Regions from separate parts of the Macaca mulatta genome. Here all the other regions are linked to region 1. Evidence: chromatin contacts called from public Hi-C data. All regions are on one chromosome and are shown on one strand. Each heading gives the region's core, a stretch centred on a gene start, on an enhancer-like site or on the middle of the called end of the contact. The rest is flanking DNA. Distances are from core to core; before and after follow the strand shown. Region 1 holds the start of CDK6 (cyclin dependent kinase 6). Region 2 overlaps CDK6 (cyclin dependent kinase 6). Region 3 overlaps CDK6 (cyclin dependent kinase 6).

What was found. Hi-C and Micro-C count contacts between places; a contact is called where the count stands out from the background.
Region 2: a contact with region 1 is called in a Hi-C map of fibroblasts, with 1.9 times the contacts expected there. The contact joins the enhancer-like site here to the promoter of CDK6 in region 1. A contact is called at or near these places in 6 of 14 Hi-C or Micro-C datasets (CD4 T cells, blood, cortical neurons and 3 more).
Region 3: a Hi-C map of liver shows a contact between it and region 1, with 4 times the contacts expected there. The contact joins the enhancer-like site here to the promoter of CDK6 in region 1. A contact is called at or near these places in 6 of 14 Hi-C or Micro-C datasets (blood, fetal cortex germinal zone, fetal cortical plate and 2 more).

What each region holds. Positions count from the first base shown.
Region 1 is chr3:126,534,954-126,538,639 of T2T-MMU8v2.0, reverse strand. CDK6 (cyclin dependent kinase 6) reads right to left here and starts at 2,124. Exons shown (of 8, transcript NM_001261307.1): 1 at 1,999-2,124.
Region 2 is chr3:126,743,280-126,746,965 of T2T-MMU8v2.0, reverse strand. The region is part of intron 5 of CDK6 (cyclin dependent kinase 6); the gene reads right to left. Among named protein-coding and RNA genes, the nearest start is that of FAM133B, 46 kb to the left of the region's middle. Within about 2 kb of position 1,570, at least 14 of the 40 cell types and tissues checked have an H3K27ac peak or open chromatin away from gene starts, as enhancers often do.
Region 3 is chr3:126,674,716-126,678,401 of T2T-MMU8v2.0, reverse strand. All of the region lies in intron 4 of CDK6 (cyclin dependent kinase 6), which reads right to left. All of the region lies in intron 1 of LOC144339894 (a long non-coding RNA gene), which reads left to right. Among named protein-coding and RNA genes, the nearest start is that of FAM133B, 110 kb to the left of the region's middle. Within about 2 kb of position 1,626, at least 10 of the 40 cell types and tissues checked have an H3K27ac peak or open chromatin away from gene starts, as enhancers often do.

The sequences.
Region 1 (3,686 bases), core at 875-3,374:
GTGGGCGAACGAGAGGTCCTGGGGGAGGGGAGACACTGTCCCCCACGGGATCCCAAGGGTGGGAGAAAGGGGTGTTCGTCACAATTTCGCTTGTCGTCTTCTTAAAGAATAATTTCAGGAAGAGGATAGCTTAATCGCGCCTCGTCCTGAAGTTTTAAATTGATTTCGACCTGAGCAAAACTCAACCTCTCTTTCAAAGGGTGGGGGGTGGGGGGTTAAACCCTGCGCCTCCAGGGGTGAGAAACAAGGTCTCTGCCCTCGGGGCCCGGACTCGCGAACCTTTTCCCACTCCCAGGACCACCCCGCTGTAGGTAGCGGAGGTGGCTGCCCCATTCCCTCTCCGGCTAAAGGCCGGGTCCAGGCTGCAGCCGGACGCCCCCGGAGCCCTCTGCATAACAAAGCGCCGGAGAAGGGTACCCTAACTTTCCCTCCCCATTCAGCAGCTATCTGGGACCTAGGGAGCCTCCCTCCCCCACGGCCGCCGCGGCCTCGGCAGGACTTTCACCACGCTGGCCGCGTGTCCGGAATTCCCGGGGCACCTCGGAATTACCTGCCTCGCAACCGCTGCCCCGCTCGCCTTTTGCCAGGAATTAAACAAACGGCGCGACCCCCACGATGAGCGCGTGGAGCGGACCGCGGCGAAAGCAGTGCTTCTGGCACTCACTCCATTCAGAACTTTCCTTAAAAGCCGAGGAAAGAGCCCCCAAGGACTGCCCGGGCGTCTGAGCCAGGTCGAGGGCCACACAGGTAGCCGGGGAGCCGCCGCCGGCCGCCCAACCCGCCTCTCCTGCGTCCCCCCATCCCCCTCCCGCTCGAGTCTAGCCCCGGGCTCCGCAGCGAAGGAAGCGTCGGGGACGTCCCACCCCCGCAGGGAACTTCGCCTGCTGCCCCCGCCGGGCCCCGCACTACCCTGACTCTCCCCCCACTCGCCCCCCAGACGGTCGGCTTCGGCGGAGAGAAACGGGAGCAGCAATGCCTTTTCCCCCCCTCTCCTCCACTTTTTTTTTGTTGTTGTTGTTGCTTTCCCACGCTGGCTGAATGTGACTTGACCCCATTTCAAAAAAAGTTTGACATAGTGCTTCAACATTTCCGCATTCCTCCGCGACTACAAAGGCTGCAGCCGCCTCCTTCTGCTTTCTGTCTCTGCTCTCTGTCTTCACACTCAATGAAATCCTTCATGCGCCTCTCCCGAAGCCTGCCAAGCACCACAAGGGTCGCCACCAGCACGGCAACAAGAGGCCACACCGGGGACCGCGACTCCCGCGTGTGCGCACACGCAGATGCGCCCATATGCACACGGACGGGCGCCCTGCGGGGACAAGGGCTGCTCACCACGGGGCGTGTGTTTAACTCCAATATTTTAAATGATAAAAGTAAACTTGGAAACTAAAGCAAACGTGCGTCTTCGTGGGGCTCCAAGCCTGGGCACCGGCCGGCTGCGTGCACTCTTCTGTGCATAACACGCCCGCAGGAAGCCTGCGTTAACATTTATCTCGTGGAGGGGAAGGTGGAGCCCACACCCACACCTCAGCGAGCTGGCGAGGGAGTTTTCGTGGGGGAAATGCAAGCACATTCTCCAGCATGGAGTCCCTAGAGGCAGTGCATTTTGAACCCTAAATGTGAATTATTATGTGAATGTCCGAGTAGAGTTCCAGTTCCGTTTGGAGAAACTGGATGAGGAGTGTTCTGTGTGAGTGTGTGTGCGCACGGGTACGTGGAAGCAGGATCTCGGTGTCGCGGGTGTCCCTAGCGTAGGATCTCCCCCTCTCGTCAGATTAGAATCCTCTAGCTCCCCAAAACTGGCCCCCATAACCAACGCCGTCTCAGTTCGTAAGGGGTTAACCAAAGCCGATTCCAGGGAAACACAGGTCCCCCCCACCCCCCGCCAGCCTCCACTTACCCCACCCACAGTTCTGCCTCGGACCCCGGCCAATCCCCCATATCTCCCCAGGGACCCCCCACCCCGCAGCCCACCCACCCGAGCGCACAGCTCCTCACCTGAGGGGCCCAGTCGCGTCGGGCCTCCTGAGGGGGCTGCGAGTGTCAGTCGGCTCTCCGCACGTGTCCGCGGCCTCGCGGAGCAGGTAATCAGACTCTGGGGAAGGAGTTACCAGCACTCTCTCCGGCGAGGGGGTGGGCACAGCGGCGGAGGGCGGAGGGAAGGCGGAGGGCGCCGCCCGCGCCGCTAGCTGGGGGCGGACGGGGGCCGCGGGGCTCTGGCCGGCGCTGGGGGCCCCAGCCAGGGAGGCAGCGGGGGCGACCGCGCGGGGTGGGGGCAGGGACCCGAGAAGCCAACTCTGCCGGAGACCCACCCAGCGGCGAGGCTGGGGGCTCGTGGCGCAGTGGCAAGAAAGTGTGCAAATTAAAGCCTTCCGGAGAGAAAGGAGGCGGCCAAGCCCCGGCAGTGCTCCGAGCTCCGGGCTCCCTAGCTCCCTTCTACGAGTCGGGGGCTAGAAAGGCGCGGGGCGGGGGGGTTGGGGGGGCAGGGGAGTTAAATGAAAATTTCCGGCTTTCACTGAAACTGTAGTAGGGGGATCCTGCGACTAAAATAAGCGGCGTTAGTGGGAGAGAGTGGGACGTGTCGTCGGGAGTCGGCGGAGTTTCCAAACCCAGGGTCGCCCAGAGTTGGGGTTTTGACAGGGTGAAGCAGGGGGTATCCTCACTGTGTGACGTGGACGGATGGGAAAAACACAAAACAACTAACAATAATTATGAAGGGCCGATGGGGGTGGTAAATACCAATACTTTCCAAGAAACTGAAAAATCAGACCAAAAAATAACTCTTCTCTTAAAAAAATAAAGAAAAAGTTTGGCAGGATGCCTTGCAGAAAAGAAAATACTAATCTGTTCAAGCACTTTTCACTTTCAGCATGAGCTACATTTGTTTTGTTTTCCTTCGCTTCCTTTCTGCCTCACAAAGCCCTATCTTTTCCTTTTAGACAGAGGGTATGGTTTGGAAATTGTCAGGCACTCTTATGGTTAACGATCTACTTGAAGGGGCTGGCGGGTTCACAATTATTAAGTGGTTAGTAACTGCTGAGGGTTCACTAACGTATTTCAGAGGAGCTAAAAAGACTAAAATTTAGTGTAAATAATAGAACTGCAGATAATAGATACATACACAGAAAGAGGAGTGCTCAGTTTAAATGCATTATTGGAAATCTGAAATTTGAAACCTTGTAAGAATGTATACTTTACCTGCTGAGAAACCCTTGAATACAATTATTTCAGGTGAAAATGAGCTTTTGGAGAAAAAAAGTCTTTAAAACCTTCTACAATGGAGTAAAAGAAAACTTGAAATAGCTGTCTTTTTGGAAAGAATTTGGTGTTCTCCCCAAAATCTCTATCTGTAGAATACTTGAAACCCTTTAAAACATATTAAAGAAAAACTTTTCACAAAATTATTTACTTCAGTGCTTTGTAGAAAAATTAAAACCCGGCAAAATTCTGTTTGAATTGGACATACTACTTCTATAAATCTTTTGACTTTAAAACCATGTTACTGATCTCATAGTAAATCAAATTTTTGCCTTTATAAAATTGATTCTATATTATAGTATAAGGTAAGGCTAGGGAAATAAAAAATTGATGCATTTCCAGTAGCACATATTTTGCAATGCATTATAATATTTTTTTCTTTAAAAATAAAAGTGAATAATTGTATGTCTTTAAGCTTAAGATAATTC
Region 2 (3,686 bases), core at 321-2,820, 210 kb before region 1:
CATATAGGATGACAAGGAGATTTCATCCAATTTGGTTGGTAGTGATAGGCTGTAAGCCGGGTTGAGAATGATTCTCAAGTGCTATGTAGGTGTAACAAGAGACAGTGCTACATTAATCAGTAACACACACCTCTGAAAACGAACTAGCTAAGTGAATCAAGTTTTCTCTCATGATAGGCTGACTTCAAAACAATATTGACACAAGGAATAAAAATTAGAAAATACAAAAGTAAGTCTGTCTAATAGAGACATTTCAACAGCACATACTACATACATTATGGTAACCAAAATGTGGCTCTCAAAACCACTTCTTACTTTTAACCTCTGAATCCACTGGTTTTGTCTTCAACACAACATTTTTTTGCCAAAGGCAGTCTTATGGGCTCTGTTGTGGGTGCATCTTTGAGTATATAATTATCGTCACCTCTATGCTCACACACCTTTCTCTTGCAAAAACTCTAATATTGACATCAGCCGGATGTCAACAAAATGACATTTTTCTGAGGCTGAAGGTTTTCACGTTGCCTTTGGGGGAAAATAATCACTAGACATTTTTCTGAAATGGAAGTGTCTGTTGGCTGAAGTGGCTTCTTTAAAAAAAAGAAGGTTTGCTCAAAATGGAACCAAAAGTATCAGTCATAGAGCATTACAAATGATCTAAAAATATTCTCAAATTGGATTCAATCATTGGTTAAAAATAGTCCAAACACTGAAAGACTGATTTTCTCATTTTTTCCTTAAAAAATTATAATGTGCTCAACATATAAATAAGGGCTCTGGCCCTTGAATGTCAGTGATGTTGTCTACCAGTGTCTAGTATTGAGAGTTTAGTGTGATGATTAATCAACAAAAGCTAGCATTTATTTTATCAGAATAAAATTTTACTGGCCCAACAGCAAGTTTAACTTTTTCAAAAAGCTTATTTACTGAATTTATATGCTGAATGATACATCATGGGTACTGTCAAAAATAGCAAATGATTGCATGCCTGCATTAAAACATCTCATATACACCATATATATCTACTATGTAGCCACAAAAATTCAAAATAAAAAATTTAAAAAGTAACAGATTATTTTGATTATAAAATACATATACATTGTAGAAAATTTGGAAAATAGAGTAAATAGATGAAAATAAAATACACAGCATCGCTTCCATTCTTTTCTCTTTTTATATACAAATGGATATGATGGTATCTCTAAAGATTTTTTTTTTCCAAACAAGCTAAGATGGCACCATATCCCAGGGCAGGATCTGAGTCTTGACTATAGTCCTTAGTTTTGAACAAGTATAGGGTAACAAGAAAGTGCATAACAAAGCTATGACTGAATAAAACTCAAACCTTGGTGAAGACAAGAATCAAGGACACATTAAAAAAACTATGGGTACACACACATTTTTCACCTACCTCTTAGTTTATATCTTATGACAGGGAGCAGGAGTAATCTTTTCTTTTTCCTTTATGAATGGTAAAGACAACTGGTATCCTGTCTGAATATAATATGCCTATCCAGCACACTTTGGGTAGAATCCAATGATGTGTGATAACTCAACAATTTGGTACAGGAAACAGAGCCCACAACATTCCTCAGAAATTTCACAGGCAATCTAGACAGAACAGACCTATTTGAATAGGGATTTTTTGTTCAGTAATATTTGAAGGATGCAATTTTTCACGGTGGATACATTGGGTTTGTGACAGATGCAAATTCAGATATGAATAAAACACAATTAAATGATTCAGACTCTGGAGCTGTGCTTCCACAGACCTGATTTCTGCATGGGCCAAACAAAGGAAAGTTGGTGTTTGACAACTGTGGATGACTCATCAGAGGAAGTTCTTACCATGTGGATGTGCTTGTTGAAATAAAACTGGTTAACAAAGCTAGCCTTTTTTTTTCTCCCTCTGTGGGCCAGCGAGGGTTTCATTTTAGGAAATGGAAGTGTCAATGTGGACAAACTGTTCTGAAGTATTTATAGCATCATGTAATGTGTTAGTTTCCTTAAACTGCCTTTGGACAAAGAATATGTGAATGGAAAATAAGATCTGAATTTCTAATACTGTCTGTGTCATCTGAACTATATTATGAGTATAAAATGATTTAGCACTGTGATATGTACAGACTGTGATAGGAATGTAGTGTAGCTACAGTGGGGTGTGCTAGTGGCTTCCCAATTAATTTTAAGAGCTCTTTTATTCATTAAGGATATTACACCTTTGTCATATTCATTCATTTTCTCCAAGACTATCATGTGCTTTTTAACTTGGCAGTGTTTTTATTTTCTGATGAACAAAAGTTTTCAGTTTTTATATAATCAAATATATTAGTATTTTTGTTTGTGACTTTTTAATGCTTTGAAAATATATCTCCATTCCAGGGTCACAAATACTTCTCACAGTTTCTTTATTCTTTTATGGTTTCACTTTTAATATTTAACTCTTTAAGCCATCTGTCATTTGTTCTGTGGTAAGGAATAGTGATAATCTAATCAGGTTACCATTTTTCCCCCATGAAATTGACCAATTACCCTATTCTCATTTGTTGCATATGCCGTTCTGTCCTCCCGGATTTGTGATTTATGATAAGTTGCATCACTTCCTAAATTAGGGTTTCAAGTCTCATTCTCTATTCTGTTCCATTAATGTCTGTCACTTCTGCTGGTACCACATTATTTTTATTATTGTAATTGTATAATGTATTTTAGTGCTTGGTAGCAGGAGTTTCTCTTCATAACTTTTTTTTTTTTGTAACAAAAAATTCTTGGCTATTTTCACCAGTTTAACTTTTCCAAATGCATTTCAGGAAATTCCACTGGAATTCTGACTGGAGTTGCATAAACCTATGAATTAATTTGGAAAGATTTTATATCCTTACAACCATTCAATCCTCTTGTTCAGGAAAATGGAATATTTAGTATCTTTCTAATAATCAAATATTCTCTATATCTAGGTAAGTCATTTTTATGTCTATCAATCAAGTTTTATAGTTTTCTTGATACAAGTTCCACACATTGATTTACATCCATCTACATTTTTGGTTTTTATACTGGGAATGAGATGGAGCTGCTGCTAACTCTGGAGAAACTTACTGCTGATCTTTTACCTTTGGACATGATCCTGACTATTCTCCTGAGTGAGGGATTGTCTTAGATTTGAAAAGTGCAGGAAGCAAAGGACAAGAGGGACATGTGGGGGGATGTAGTAGAGTCTGTTTTATATTCATAGTGAGAAGACTCTGAACCTCCCAGGAGGGCTCTAAAGGTTAAAAAACATGCAACCAAAAGCACCGAAGATTAGTAAAAAGAAATAATGTGCAGTAAGTGCTCAGAGGGATGACTCATTGCATTGGATCATCCTTGGGAAACCACCTACTAAGCAGAATTTAGCAGCTGAAGCGTTATTTTTGGTGCACAGTTTATTGCTACTTCCTCTTGGGAAAAAAAGATTAATCCTAGCTCCCTAAAACACTTAAGAATGGTCATCCTGGCAAACCAGCGTGTCAGGTAACAATGCTGTTTCTAGATCAGGGCAGTGTTGGGTCCCCTGTAGAGATTTCTTTAGAACAAGAGAGAAGCACTTTACCACATGTTATGGAAAGGAGTATAGACCAGGAGACAGAAGATCCAGCTCTTAATGCTGGCTCTGTAACTGATTAACAAATAAATCCCAGAGTGCAGGCAGG
Region 3 (3,686 bases), core at 377-2,876, 140 kb before region 1:
TTCTAATATTCAGAGTCTATGAACTCCTAACACATTTCCTGTCTTCAAGAGGGTTAAGATTTCTGGAGAAGAAAATGAAAAGCAACATACATCAGAAAATTTAACCGATTGGCAAAAAAGTCATTAAGCCTTACTAAAATCATCCAATCAAATATGAGACAGGAATGAGACAGAGAATCTTCTCTTCACATTTGGAGACGAAGCCTGGCCTCTACATTACCAGGCAGCCATCTATAATGTCATAAAGTACATGTATACTGTAGTTGGAAGTCTTCTCAGGAAGAATGATGATATTTGAGACAACTATTTTTCAGGACTAATAACTGGCTCTTAATAATTGTGCTTCTGAAAACAGTTAATAACATTTCAGCTTCTCGAAGAATGCTTAATAGTAATCATAACTATTGGCCTGGCTTTCATTACAGACAAACAACCTGTTCTGTGTTATCTATTGTGGAAGTCAATGGTGATTAAGTAAATATATTCTACTCTAATGCAGAAACTGACTAGAAGGAATGTTTTGAGAAGCTCAAAGAAACCCCAGAGCTGCACAACAGAGAAGACGTAGCCGAAGAAAAACAGCTGAAGTTTATCAAGGGTCTTCCATATATGCCTGGCACTTCATTAAGGATTTCACACATTTTATATTATTTAAACATAAAAACTTGTGACATAGGCACAGAATATTTTACCCATATTTTAGGTAAGATACTGATATTCAAACATGTTAATAACTACAGTAGTCCCACAACTAGCCACCTGTCAGAGATAGAATCCAAACCCAGGTCTAACTAAAGAGTCTGCAAGTAACCACTGAGCATGACAACCATGCAGGCAGACGGCCCTCTACCACTGCAGAGAAGCCCCCGGGAAACATATTTCACAGCTCTAACCAATTGGTGTACATTGCAATTACTATTTTATTGGGGACTCTAAGGCATGTCAATCTTTTAAGAAGGAAGTTGTGTTCAGTTGGAGATTTTTCATCGTATTACTGAATTAAGTCACATATGACTTCTATCAGAGGTTGAGAAGCTGCAATACTCGGTTTCTGCAATAGATTTACTAACATTTACATATTAATTTCACATTTTAAATGAAATCTAAAAGCAGCAGATGAAACTATGCTATCACAAATTTTCATGTTTTAGAAGCCAGTTGGAAAATGTTTTATTCACACGTTACAGGATCCACATTCTCTTCATTCCCAGTCTGGGCCCCTCACTCCTACCTGAAGCTTTTAAGATGTTGTTTCTTATTTGTCTCCATAAATGAATCTTGTCTTAAAAAAAAACAAAACAAACTGCTGTGAAATCGAAGAAAATAATTGTTGCCATCTTTTATAGTAATGACATGTCACTTAAAAAGTTTTCAGCTCAGACTCCGGGTTTTTGAAGCAGCTTCTATGTAACTAATAACCTAAGAGCTCTCCATGAACTTTAATTATTGCAATAGAATTATTAGGCACCACCAGTTACAACTGAACTCCTCCACACACAGTATAAAGTTAAAACTGTACAAATGAAGCCAAAATATGCACAGCTAAAAGGAATGTTACAGGGGGGCCTCTCTTAGTGAACAAAGCAAGCTCAGTTTGGCTCTTTTTCCCTCGCGCTACCACATCCGCACATCGTTAGTTGGAAAATTCCTGATATATGCTGTAATTTTTTGTGCTTTTTTTTCCCCCCAGTACACTTGAGGCTTTAATGTCCAGATGCCATTTTCCCCCTTATCTGTCCCTGTTTGGGGATCTGCCAACTATGGTCAACAATTAATACAGCCGAAGAAAAAAATACAGTACGCTCCCTGGCAACTGGTACAGCCTCGCAGGAAATACCAAATAAAAACTTGATTATGTATTGTTTAACCATTTTGTCTGCCTGTAGGCCACCCTGTCGTCGGTGTAATTCAGACGAGCATGCTTCATCTGGACGGTCTGTGCACTGCACCATTGTTCCCAGAGTCTGTCACGCACAATCACTGGCTTCAGCCTGTGGCCCTCTAAATGAAAGGAGCAGATTTGTGGCAGCTTTCCAACCTGCATTCCTTTTAATTAGTCAACTTGTGGCCCAATGTTATAATAGATAAGTAACCTCTTAATATTCATGTAATTAATTAATTTTTTTCTCATTCAGTTATAAGCCTTTGCATGGTGGAAAAAAGGCTTTTTCCTATATGGGCTCTGGCTTATGAAATAAGCATGCTACTATTATAAAGAACATCAGAGACCATGTCTCAGTGATTCTCCAGGAAGACAATTCCAGAAACCACAGTATGCCCATACCTATATTTTAAGCATATTATTTTTGCATTTAAAATAGTAACTGACATGTTTCTTTTGCATGAATCTGATGTATGTAAGATGAATCATCTTCTTGCCAACTTCAACCGGGTTGATAAATTTTTAACTGATAAATTAGTTCACTATCAGAGAGACAGAAAGCTTTCACATTTTAGGATCCCTTTTAAAGCAAAGGCTGGCATGAAAAGTGACCAGGAGTTCTCAAAGTACTAGGAAGTCCTCTACTCTAGACCTTGATTAAGTCAATAATTAAACTGTTGATGCTGTTAGCTATTAGCACATGATGAACCTTTAAAAAGATAAGTTGATTTCTATAAATACTAATAATGCCCCTTGGTAACAGGAATCAGAATGGCTTTTAAAAGCTCCATATTTAAGTTCTTTCAACTATTTAAATTTTTCTGCTAAACCAAATTCTCCTCAAAGGCAGTAACGTAATTTTTACTTATTTTATATCCTCATGGACAATACACATGGTGGGTGAAATACAGATATACCTGTACTACTCTCACATATTCTTAGTAGCACTTCTCATGAGATTTATGAGACATTTACAACGTCACATCGACAATTCATTCATACATATACAAATGTGCCTACTAGGTGACAAGCACTGGATCTCAGTTGCAAAGATGACACATAGATGACTGAAGACATCGTATCTGTTCTCAAAAGCTCACAGTTGAGCAGAGGAGGCAGACAAGTAACTTACCAATTGCATACGCTCGGTGTGAGGTAGAGGTATATAATTTAAAAGCCTGGGTTCAAATCCTGTCTCCTCTTTCATGAGCTACATCACCTTGGCTAAATAGCTTAACCTCTCCATGCCTCTGTTTCCTCACCTGCAAGATGGAGAATCATAGTACCTGCTTAACAGGGCAACTGGAGAATTATATGGTTTAAGGTACATAAAGTACTCTGCAGGTGCCTGACTCTATAAACTTTAGCTATCAGCAAATGTTATATACACGTCAACTCCACAGGGGTAAGGCGGGGTGCAGGATAGCGGTATCTAGTGTTAGAGGCTTCAACAAGGAGGGGCAAGGGCATGACTGGCAGAGAGAGCAACATGAGCAAAAGTTGAGGAGTGTGAAACTGTATGGACCAGATAACAGGACCCCAAGTGTTACTTGATGGAGCTAGGACTTTATCCTGAGGAGAAGGGGAGGTACTAAATGGTTTTATGCAGGGTGTGTATGTCAGATTTGCATTATTCTACATTTGCATTCTGGTAACTGCGTAGGATTGAAATTGGAGATGATCCTGAAGGCAGGGATCTCAATGAAAAGGCTGCAATGATCTAGATGCTCTGGGAGGAAGATCTATAAAACCACAGCAGTAGGAGAGGAAAGGCAGGAAGAATAACTTTAAATGAGTCAAATGA